Linked DNA regions of Hordeum vulgare: region 1 is linked to region 2. The links are chromatin contacts, called in public Hi-C maps. All regions are on one chromosome and are shown on one strand. Each heading gives the region's core, a stretch centred on a gene start, on an enhancer-like site or on the middle of the called end of the contact. The rest is flanking DNA. Distances are from core to core; before and after follow the strand shown. Region 1 holds the start of LOC123401488 (putative F-box protein At3g16210). Region 2 holds the start of LOC123403130 (probable protein phosphatase 2C 11).

The links. Hi-C and Micro-C count contacts between places; a contact is called where the count stands out from the background.
Region 1: a Hi-C map of leaf shows a contact between it and region 2, with 2.1 times the contacts expected there. The contact joins the promoter of LOC123401488 here to the promoter of LOC123403130 in region 2. A contact is called at or near these places in 5 of 6 Hi-C or Micro-C datasets (leaf and seedling) and 1 of 1 datasets of contacts at active chromatin or transcription factors (embryo).

Annotation. Positions count from the first base shown.
Region 1 is chr6H:115,643,222-115,648,892 of MorexV3_pseudomolecules_assembly, forward strand. It overlaps LOC123401488 (putative F-box protein At3g16210), which reads left to right and starts at 2,508. Exons shown (of 2, transcript XM_045095311.1): 1 at 2,508-3,798; 2 at 4,600-5,671. The coding sequence starts at 2,709. The coding sequence ends at 4,604.
Region 2 is chr6H:115,446,273-115,452,683 of MorexV3_pseudomolecules_assembly, forward strand. LOC123403130 (probable protein phosphatase 2C 11) reads right to left here and starts at 3,472. Exons shown (of 12, transcript XM_045097092.1): 1 at 3,279-3,472; 2 at 2,197-2,308; 3 at 1,948-2,082; 4 at 415-478. The coding sequence starts at 2,262.

The DNA of each region.
Region 1 (5,671 bases), core at 1,258-3,757, 200 kb after region 2:
AAGAATTGGACTTACTATTTGTTGTTATGGATCCATATTTTTTCATGTAGCTTGAAAATAAAATTACTCATTCCAAAGAATTTAAAGAATATATATATTTGCATGGTAAATTTAAAGAATCTATACCTAATAATAAATAGGCTATTGCTTCTGTCGGAAAACCTATCACGATATTTTTATAAATAAAAACCTGTAATTTTTGTTATTCAACCCGTAATTCAAAACCATTTTGTTCATGAACGACACAAGCGCACCCGGCCCAAGGGCACCTAATAATAATTCAAAACGAGCGTCGTTCACCGCATGATCTCGCCTCGCTTGACCAGTTTCGAACAAGGACTCTGCACGAGCCTCGAAGCATCACGGCCCGATCCATAACTATATAAATTAACACCAGTCAATATATCAAGCCTCGAAACTCCTCGCTACCGAAATCGTATGTCGCTCCCTAGGCAACTGCGCGTTCAGCCGCGCTCATCTTCCTCCCCATCGGCTATAGGTGAGGCAGTCCTGAAATCTTAAAAAAAGATCATTGGTGCGACTCCACGCCACCGAGCTCGCTTTTCCACCATTTTTTTTTCTCATCTTCTCTTTTAATATGTTTTTTCTATCGTGCCTACTATTTTTCGTAGGTGTTGGGCAGAAAGGTTATGCATGGACGGATTATCAAGATACTACTATATCTCGACCCAAGATCATCACGTTTGAGAGGTGGGTGTTTCGGACACACAAAGACAAAAATGAGCTTTAGTTGCACAGTTTAATGTTTAAATTCGAAGTTGTTTGTTTAAAATCCATACTAAAATGCGAAGAGTCTTGCCTATAAAATAATTGTATTTTACGCATAAAAAAATAAATATTTTCTTCCCGTTGCAACACACGGGCATTGTGCTAGTATATATAACGCACCTACATGTATATGTGATACAAAATGTAGAATGTGCTTTTTAGGGTAAAATGTACATCCATTGTCGGAAATAGCTTTTGGAGGCCGAGCTGCATGAAGGCCTTCAAATGCAAACTTTAAATTCCTGTGAAAATTCGTATTTAACGTTTAAAAAATTCTAAAAAGAATACATAGATAGATGAATACATAATATACAAGTGTGTAAATTTTTAGAGCTAAATACCTTAAGACGGATGTTATACAAAAAGGTCAAATCTAAAGCTTTTTAACACATGATACTATTTATCATTCTATATTATGAATTTGTCTTTTTACATGTCGTGTTTCAAAATAATTTGGCTTGAAATTTTACACAGACATGGATCACAACCTTATTTAGTTGTATAATTTTTCCTGATTTTTTAAAACCGAAATTTTGATATTTATTTTTTTAAATGTCGGTCTTCATGGAGGTTGAGTGACAAAACACCATTCTCATCCATTGTAGACTTGAGGTCAACTCCAACCCGCGACCCCATCCTTGTTTGTCCGTGTTCGTTTGGGAAAAACGTAGACCCAACGGAAAGCCCAAATGAACAACTCTCGCAGTTGGTTTTCCAAACTTGCGCCACAAATGCTCGCGGACGGACAGAAACGGACGCTCACGTCCGCCCGTGTCCTGGTTGGTCTCAGAAAATAGAGACACATGGCACTTACTTCACGACCCGTGCGACCAGAGAGAAGACGCCGCCGCTCCGTTGAGGCCACCGATGCAGTGCCCTGTCGTAGTCTGCCTGCCCACGGATCCGTCCGCGGGCAGGCAAGCAGCAGGACGCGCTGGCGCAAGCGGTCGGCGAGGCTCGCAGGCGCGAGCAGGCTGGCGAGCACGCAACGCGCCCGGGGTGGGCGGCGCAAGCAGCAACACAGCACGGGGCAGATGCCAGCAACAGCAACGCGCGTGGCGGACGACGCGAGCAGGTAAGGGCAAGCGTGAGCGGGCGGCTGGCGCGGCTAGGGGCAAGCACGGCACGAGGCGCCCAAGCAGCAGCGAGCGAGCGGCTGATGTTGCGCAGGGCAGGCGAGCAGCAACGCGGGGCAAACGCGTGCATGCAACGGCAAGCAGGCAGGCGCGGCATGGGGCGCCCAGGCAGCAACAACGAACAGACTCAGATCGAGTCTATGTTGGAATTACGGGTCCTGCAACTATATTCAAATAATAGGAATTGCTAATATTTGAAATACCTCAGTATGGAATCATACATGTATTTATACATGAAATTACTTTACATGATTATCATGGAATTATTACTTGTTGGAATACTTAAGTATATACTTTAGGAAGCTGGTCAATTATCAGCGGAATACAATATATTTTATATATTGGAAAGACTACCCGGGTACGCTGATAATTGGAAGAAGCTAGATCGTGTAATTAGATTACGGCCCTAATATTGATCTACATAATTAGAGGAATTTATACTCTGTTATGATGCGTTGCTCACAAGCGCGTGCTTCGGGGACTCGACGGATAGGATCCGCTAACAGACAAATTATATCGTGGTTGGTAGTTTGATCTGGACTCTATCCGGAAACTAGTTTAAAGACTAGGAATCTTATAACTGTAAAAGAGGTGGACTCTTTGGAAACGCAGTATAAGAAGGTCCCTACCCCCTAGCCTCAGATATGCGATTGTGAGCGGCACCACAGATAAGCGTAGAGGAATAGGGGTAGACCACAAACCCTAAATTTCTAACCGTCTACACATACCCCCACCATTTCTACTGTAGAAAAAATCCGGCATCGCGTCGGCGCCTAGGCCGAGATGAGTAGCCTCCGCCGCCACGACCCCTCGCCGGCGTTGCCGCCGCTGGAGGACGACGACCTCCTCTCCGAGATCCTCCTCCGCCTCCCCCCACAGCCGTCCTCCCTCCCCCGCGCATCCCTCGTCTGCAAGCGCTGGCGCGGCATCGTCTCCGATCCAGGCTTCTGCCGCCGCCACCGCCGCAACCCTCCCCTCCTCGGTTTCTTCCAAGTAGACAACGGGTTCTCCTTCGTACCTTCCCTCAAGGCCCCGGATCGTGTCTCGCCCGAACGCTTCTCCTTGCAACATGAAGATCGTGACGGACACTTCGTCTCCTTCGGATGCCGCCATGGCCTCGTGCTCGTCTTCCTTGGGAAGCGTCTCGAGCTCCTTGTGTGGGACCCCGTCACCGGCGAGCAGCACCGCATTGCCTTCCCCCCAGGGTTCGACATGGATGAATATTCCATCAGCGGGGCGGTGCTTCGCTCTGCCGGAGACGTCAACCACTTCCAGGTGGCCTTGGTTGGCAGCAGTGAGAGACAAATTACGCAAGCGGTTGCCTACGTTTACTCGTCGGAATCCGGTATATGGGGCATTCTTATCACAACACCGCTTCAATCTGAGGATCGCACCATGATTTCTATGACCCAGCCTGCTGTGCTGGCTGGGGGTTCTCTTTACTGGTTGCTTGCTGGGAGTTCGGTTGGGATCCTTGAATTTGATATGGATAGGCAAAGACTAACTGTGATACCTATGCCAGTAAATGACCTCAGGTTTTTTCAGTTGTCGCTGATACGGGCAGATGGCGGTGGAATTGGTCTCCTCGTTTTATCAGGCTTCAGCACCCAATTTTGGAACAGAAGGGCCAATTCTGATGGTGTTGCTTCATGGGTGTTGGGAAGAACCATTGGAAATGACCAGCTACTTCACTTGGAAGCAGAGGAAATGGGGAGCCAAATAATACTAGGGTTTGCTGAGGAAAATAATGTGGTTCTCTTGTGGACAATTGACGGTCTTGTCATGTTACAGGTTGAGTCACTACAGTTTGAGAAAGTCTTGGGAACCAACATCATCACTTACTATCACTCATTCGAAAGTGTCTATACTGCAGGTAATATCATAATTTATGCCATGGGTATAATAAAACCAAGTTATTTTTTGATAATTGTTTGATGTAATACCGTGCACACACTTTCTTGTTAAGCTATCAATTTTAAGTAGTGTCATATCAGGTTTTTTTTGCGGCTTGATGACCTTTCAACATATAGCGATGCAGTGTTCTGTTTTGAGGCTTGCATGCCACGGATGTAATGATTATGATCTAGAAAATATCTTTTAGTGTTATGTGTATTTATCTTACGTTCTGTAGCCAGGCAGTGGGCATTGGCCTAATGTTAACTTCACTCAGTAATGTTTATGGTTGAAGTCAGAGCTAGCAAACTGTATTTATCACTTTATTATATAAATACCCATGAAGTCAGAGCTAGCAAACTGTATTTATCACTTTATTATATAAATACCCATGCATACAATAAAACAATGAATACCAAGATTTGCAAATTATTTGTGTTATAATTGAACAAAATTTGACTCTTGCCTGAGTATTGACATCTGCAGGAACTGAATGGTTTTAGTGCATAGCTGCAGTCCAGTTTTTCTCTCAAAATAAGACAACATAATATTGTGAAGTTGAAGATAACTACATGACTCAATAGATACATTGGAAGCTTAAAGATAGCTCTGATTCTTCCATTCAATATTGTTATCTCATTCTACAAATCTTAAACTCATAATGATGAATTTATTTGAAATATACAAATGATTTTTCATTTTATCACTTTTATGAGGGTCACTGCTGCGAGTAGCAAGTCATTTTCTACCAGAGAAAACTAATAAATTCATTTCCTTTTAGGCTAAATTTACTCGAAGATTATATTTCTATATTTCCAATATGGCGGGGAATGAGCGTAATAATTCTGGATAACTGTCTCTTCTGACAAGCTAATAGTCTGAGTGTGCGTCTTTTTCATTTTTATGATAATCAGTCTTTACTCTTTTTTTTTTGGAATATTCATTAAATTTGACAGGAGGTCTGTTTTTTTTATCTTTCCTTCATGCTGCCTCAAACTGTATCTAAATATCTTGAAATGTCCTTGTATCTGTTTGGCTTTTTGTTGGAATGTCGTTGGTTGTTTGACCTTTTATGCTTGCAGAAACATCCATTGGTGGTGGACATGATGGAGCTGATCTTTTGTACACATAAGATTCTTGTCCGGTTAGATATGCTATTGTGATGCGTTGAGCAGGTAAGCTTATCTTCTGCAAGCAGGTTCAGGCACTTGAACTCTTCTTAAACAAAATATATTGCTTTCCTTTTTTACTGCCATTTCTCAAGCACAAGAGAGGATCCAGGTTTTCTCTACGACACTTTGCTTAGCTGTTGCTCATCTGGCCACCTGCAACGCCCTCCTGTCAGGCTACATATTTGATCTTTTCTGGACACCATGCTTTCTCATCCCTTCATTAGCAGCTCTCCATTCTCTTCCTCATGCCTTCACCCACCTACCTTCTCTGATGTTCTGCCCCCTCTCTATTGGATGTGCTCTTTCACTTTCCTTCCTTGTTCATCGACCTGCCTTCTTTTCAGTTACCTTCTCCTTAATACTCTCCCAGTTCTGTTAGACAGGTTCTCCCTCTAGCTCCTCTGCTGACTGCTGACTTAGGACCCTTCCCTTTTTTGTGCATTTGTTTGTGTCTGCTCGTAGATGAGAATGATGCCATGTTTAGCGGTCGCATAAATAAATACATCATATTTCACGTGCTTCATGGAAGCTCTTTTGTTCCTCTTCTACCACATGCCACATTGAATTTGATTATTTTTCATCGTTATGGATATATCAAGTCATAGTTTTATTTGTATGTTGTTCCCTCTCATTTGCTGTGTATGTTCTTTGTTTATACAGATTTATAGCTATGCCATTTGC
Region 2 (6,411 bases), core at 2,222-4,721:
CTTAGTTTTAAGGTACAAAAAAGAAAGGGACATTTACATTTTCCCCCCTAACTTTGGCCCGACCTCATCTTTACCCCTAAAAAAAATCAGTGCTCAACTTTGCCCCTCTTCCGTTAGATGGCATTATGGAAATACCCTTCCGTGCCGTTTCCGTCCGGTCAAAGGGGTTTGACCGTTAAATCGTGGACGGAAAAACTATGCCCAGGAAACGTCTCGATAACGGTCAAACCCCTTTGACTGGATGGAAACGGCACGGAAGGGTATTTCCATAACGCCATCTAACAGAAGAGGGGCAAAGTTGAGCACTATTTTTTTAGGGGTAAAGATGAGCTCGGGCCAAAGTTAGGGGGGGGGGGGGGGGGGGATGGAATTGGCCCAAAAAGAAAAGCACCAATCTTTGCAAGTAATGCTTACCTCCGTGGCCGTCAAAAACACCAAAGAATGCCGTCTCATTGTCCAGATCTAGCAATGCTGAATGCTGAAAAATTATACAGGACATTAAACAGTACATGAGAGAAAGATTTCAGAAATATGTTATTCTTTTGCAATATTTCAGAAACATGTTTAGTTTACATATCAACAAAATTGCAGCATTTGCAAGTGATCAACCATGCTTTATTGTGCAACAGAAAAATAGGTCAGATCACTGTGCTAAAGCAGCAGCACATATCGAAAGCATCACTACTATTACTGCAACATTGATTCACTAGAATCTGGAAAGATTAATAAACAAGAGCTTATGCATCCGATAATGATTGTTATTAAACTGAAAGCCTGAAACTATGACAAAATAAAATAAAACAATAGCACACCTATTCTTTGTCAATTCATTAAATGAACAAGTTTGGATATTGGAAATGGGCATCTCTTTTATGGTGAAAATAAATAATACATCAAATGTTTCATGCGCCCACGAAGTCCACACCAAGTTGCCGTGGAAGATAAATAACAGTGCTTCTATGCTCTCTCGGGACCTAGATTGGACAAATCGTGAAGCCACATAAAATAACTGGAGGAGCAGTTAGTGGTTGCGAATCAGGCATTCAGTTTAATGTTTTGTACAGCTCTCAGGAACTAGATTGGACAAATCCTGTAGCAACATTATGTCACAGGCAGGGGTGGTTGCGAACCAAGCATTTAGTTTAATGTGTTCTACAGTGCCGGCTTTACACTAGCTGGGAGAGAGCATAGAAGCACTAGTCAAAGTCAAAACTAGAATGTGTGGCCCCACCAGCTTCAAAGTATCAGCATTACTTTCAGGTAGTAAGTATGATCATGATAAGGAAGTTGGATCATGACAACAAGGTTTCTATTAAGAAATGAGCTCAAGGAAAAGTAGTAGCTACACCCAAGTTCATTGCACCCCATGATGACCAGTAAAATCAAAACAAGTAGCAAACAAAATCTGAAACTTCGTGGCATTGATTATGAACAAATATTTTAGGTGCTTGGAAAGTTTGGTGGCCAAATAACGTCAAATGATCTCCACACAGACGAAATACAAATTCTGCCCAAACAGTGGACATGTGTTTGAGCACAAATTTTGTTTTTCTTGCACAGAGCTCCTCAGATTTCATCTGGCCACTGAATTTTGCAAGCACCTAAAGCATTTGGTCATAATCGAAGCCACAAAGTTTCTGGGTTTTTTTTTAAATTTTATTTGCTATGTTTTCGGTCATGGGTGCATCATGTGGGTGCAATGTCCGTTGGAGTAGAAAAACCACTTTCATGAGCTCAATGTTGTTTTGGTTTACTCTTTTTTTTGTCTTTGTTTTCGTTTGGTCGTTCCCACCACTGGTTGTTTGTACTTTATAATCCTTATTGACGTTTTTCTTCTAATACACAACAACGGGCATCAAGGTACACGTTATAGAAAAAACAGACTCAATGTTCAGTGTTGTTAAGTGACATTAAACAATTAGAATAGCCTTGAAGTGGAAAACTCACAGCATCTTCCATGCTTGCACGCCACCCTTGCATAGATGAAAGACCAAATTTGAGTTTATCATTTTCCCCGTCTTCAGATAGCTTATCGGTCTTTGGAGTACTGAGGTAAACTCCCATCTTGGCAAGGAAAGAAATCTGCATATCATCAAAATGGAAACATAATAGAACAGTTAAGTACTGGAAATTAATCAGGTCATTCTGAATGACACTTACACCGACGGACACATCTGCTAACAGTGAAACATATACCTGCGATGTAGAATGGATACCACAGTTCAAGTAGCTGTGAACCTTGTTAACAACATTCCAGTGCATCAAATCTCAAGCTCCCATTACAGTTCCATAGGAAGCTAAAAAGTTCCTGAAGAAAATCAAGATGTCAAGAATCATCATCAAACAGAGGAGCAAAATCAGGCACATACAACAAGCCCAAATAGCAACAGAAAGACTGTGCATCAGCATGATACTTTGATAGGCCAAAATATCAAGAGCGCAACTGCCCAAATTAGCACGTAACAGATGTGGAAAATAGCAATGGAGATGAAACAGAATGAAAATAGCAGAGACAAGAACCTAAGACACTCAGATATAAGTGCCATGGATCACCAACAAGAACATATATAGTTTCCCAACTCGAACTTATCATCAAGACATCTCGAGCCCTCCATATAAGAAACCCAATCATTGTACGACAGACATCAGAAGTCACAAGCGACAACTGCAAAACCCCAATCATACCTGCACGGCAGCAGAAGTAGCCCAACCCCCGTGGCCGCCATAGATAATCTATGGCACTTTATTCAACCACCAGCAATAATTATCACAATTTATGATAATTCTTTTCAAAATGTCACACACAAGGTGGTACGAATTAAAACACGTCCAGGAAGCACATGCTTTTCTCATAAAATAAGCAGCAGGTGAATTCTTTATAATAAGATAATAATTGAATAAAATAAGCAACCACCTGTGCTGCTTCGTATGATCCACCCATGGAGCACACTACAAGTTAGGTTCGCGCAAATCTATCGCCAACAAACGAGAAATGGCGCATGATGACAGGGCATACAATGATACGGCCATTGCACAGAAACCATTCCCAGGTCTCAAATCTATACCATCTCCACTCCACCTCCCAACGGCTCCCAATTCGGCAACGAGAACCCCATCCCAAGATCGACTGCGATAACTGACAGTCAACAGCCCACCTCGAGAAACCCGACCTCGCGGAGGGCTGGGGAAGAACGGAGAAGAATGCACACCGGAGACACAGGCCAAGAAACCAGCTGCATCGAGAAAGGAAGCGAATTCTCGGTCAGGACTTGCTGTACCTTGCATGACGGCTGGCGCGGCGGCCCAAGGTGGCGGATCACGGCCGGGTGCGCGTGTGCCGGGCTGTCGCGGGGAGGGAGGGAGGAGATTCCGATTTGGAGTTTTGGAAGCGGCGCGGGACGGAGGTGGGCGGCCCTTGCGGTCGTGGAGGGGCAAGGAAGGTGATAAGATGCAGCGCGAGATGGAATTTGTCTTCTTTTTCGGTGGGCTGGCTGGTGTTGGTGGTGTCGCCGCTGACAGGAATGGAATACAAAATGTTCCGGCGTCACGTTCCTGTCACGGGAATTTTCCGTTTTAACGTGTCAGCAGTTCTTGTATTCCTCACAGCACACACTGACAAGAACCTACTCCCTTCGTTCCTAAATATAAGTCTTTTAGAGCATCTTTAACATGCGCACTATACAAACGCCGCGTCGCAAAAAAGGCAGTTTTAGCGCGCGCGCAACGCGGCGGGCAGCTCCAACGGACGCGCAAAAACGGGCGCGCGCGTCATTTCCAGTTCAGCGCGCTGGCCGAAACGCAATCATGCGCCCCTTATTTGCTGCGCCGGCTCCCGCGCGCGCGACTCTTCCGTGCTCGCTCCTCCGCTCTCGCGCGCTCGCTCCTCCGCTCTCGCTCCCCCATCCGGCCGCGCCCCGGGCGACCTTCAGCGCTTCCCCGGCCTATCCCCGCGCCGTCGTCGCCGCCCGCGCCCGCCGGCGACCACTCAGGCGCTTCCCCGGCCTGTCTCCGCTGCGGGCGCCGCCCGCGCCCCCCGGCGACCGTTCAAGCGCTTCCCCGGCCTCCCCGCGCCGCCGCGCTTCCGCCCCACCTCCTCCTAGTCCGGCCGGCCCTCGCGCGCCTCCGACGTCCGAGGAACAGCGCCCGAGAGCTCGCTGCCGCGCCGCGCCCGCAAGGTTTGTGCGTGCTGTGCGCGCTGCATTTTTGGGCACTGCTGGAGCGGCGCGCGCGCTGCATTATAGCGTGGCTGTTGTAGCCAGCGCTAAACCAGCCGAAGCGCGCGCGGCAAACGCATTTTTTGGACGCGGCGCGAAGCGCGGCTATTGGAGATGCTCTTAAGAGGTTTCACTAAAAGAACTACATACAGATGTATATAGACATGCTTTAGAGTATAGATTCATTCATTTTGCTTCGTATGTAGCCCTATAGTGAAATCTTTAAAAAGACTTATATTTAGAAACGGAGGGAGTACTTCTTAATGTCCAATGGCAGGTTTTAATATTTCTCTTTTTAGATAAATACATCGAAGTATAATAACTTGCGCGAAAAGATCAGTTTAGGGTGTGTTGGTAGCTCGTATTAGGCCCAATCAGTCTCGTCCGGGGAGAATACATCATGTTTGGTGTTCATACCGTTTGGTTCGCATTGCGCGAACTTTAAGCATCTCTGAGCCAAAACCGTTATACGTCTGAATTGACAGTTTTTAAAGGGCGAGGCCCGACCGAAGGAGGGAGGGGAACGTGCCGCTACATTCGTGCGACCAATGAGATGACGAGATTTCGCATGCGTCTTCAAAAAGTCGACACGAGGATTTTGGCTCACCTCCCGCCAATTCAATCGCCCCTATTTCGCTCCTTCGCCTCGCCGTCTAAACTTTCGCCACCCTTCTCCCCCATTTCGAGTTTTCCCTCAGGCACACATCGGCGCGGACGAGCAGGTAAGTTGCGCTCCTTCTTCGGTCGACGGTCCATGACGACGGCGACTCGTGTGTTCACCTTCTCCGACCATTCTCGTGTCTCCCTTGAGCTGCAGTCATGGCCTCCGTGAGTTCAATCACCCATTTCTGTTTGTTCGTTGTGTACAGATCTGAGAGCATGTGGTGGCAGGGTTTGATGTTCAAGCATGTGGTAGGGTTGATTCGTGTGCCGATCTATGAGCATATGGTAGATTGTGTTGTTGTGGTAATTATTGGTGGTGGATTTGTAGCATGCTAGAGTAGTAGGATAGTGATGTATGTTGCTCATATCATAATCATCGAGTACTGTGTGCTACCTTGCTCATATCGTACATCGTCCAATAGTATGTGATATGCTTACTGTTAATGTGTGCTACAATTTGTAGGACATTATCACGCGGAGGCAAGATCTTAGTCAGACCATTGTCATGTCCGAGAGCCAGTTCGCTACATCCTATGTCAAGGACTCCTAGTACCCCTCGATGAGCACATGCCAGCTGATTCAGATGTGTTTGAGGTTTTAGGTGGTGGTTCTATTTGTGTGCCAGTTATGCTCGTTGAGCCAACTGGTGTTGTTGTTGTTGCTGCTGCACTGACAACAGCCACAACGCAAAGAAGGATGGTAGGGGAAAAAACATGAAGTGGCAACCATTCATGTCCAGGTTCGTGCTTAACAAGATATGAAACTCATATCTAGAGGGGTTAGGACTGACAAGGGCTTCAAGGAGGTGCACTTGAACACCGTTGCGTAGTAGGTGTTTGAGTTCTGTGGCCAGGAGGTGACCTTCAGTCAGGTGTACAACCACCTTAGGAAGTGGAGAGCTCGGTGGATCCAAGTGTCCAAGCTGAGAGATCTTAGCGGTGCCTCATGGGATGAGAACACTTGATCGATCGTTCTGAAGGGAGGGCACTACACTGGCCACACAACGGTTAGCTCACACACCCCTTGTTTTTCCACACTGTCAACCATTACCTACTCGCAACTAATAATGATGTGTTTCTTTATTAGGACCACCCCAATGACGCTGACTTCCTCAACAAACCCATCCATAACTACAACCAGATGCAACACATCTTCTCCTTCGGGCTGGCAACCGGCAAGCATGCCATGGGCTCAGGTGAGCCTCTCGGTTCGTCCATGTCGGAGTTCCCGGATACCCAGGACGCACAGGTAGTCCTTGATGGCCCTAACAAGCCCTATGAGCACTTCCCTGTGGTTGATAGGAATAGTAAGATGGGCGTCCTAATGGAGGAGGAGATCAGTGTATTCACCAGCATGACTGAGGCCATAAAGTAGGTGGCAACCGTCATTAGGGAGAGCAAGTCCTTCTACGTCCACCCTGACATGTGCAACTCCATAATGTAGCAAGCTGGTTTCAGTGATGAGGCTCTCATGGCTGCTTTGAGCCACCTACTGGACAACAAGGCCCAAGGTGTTGGGTTTGTTGCCATCGCAG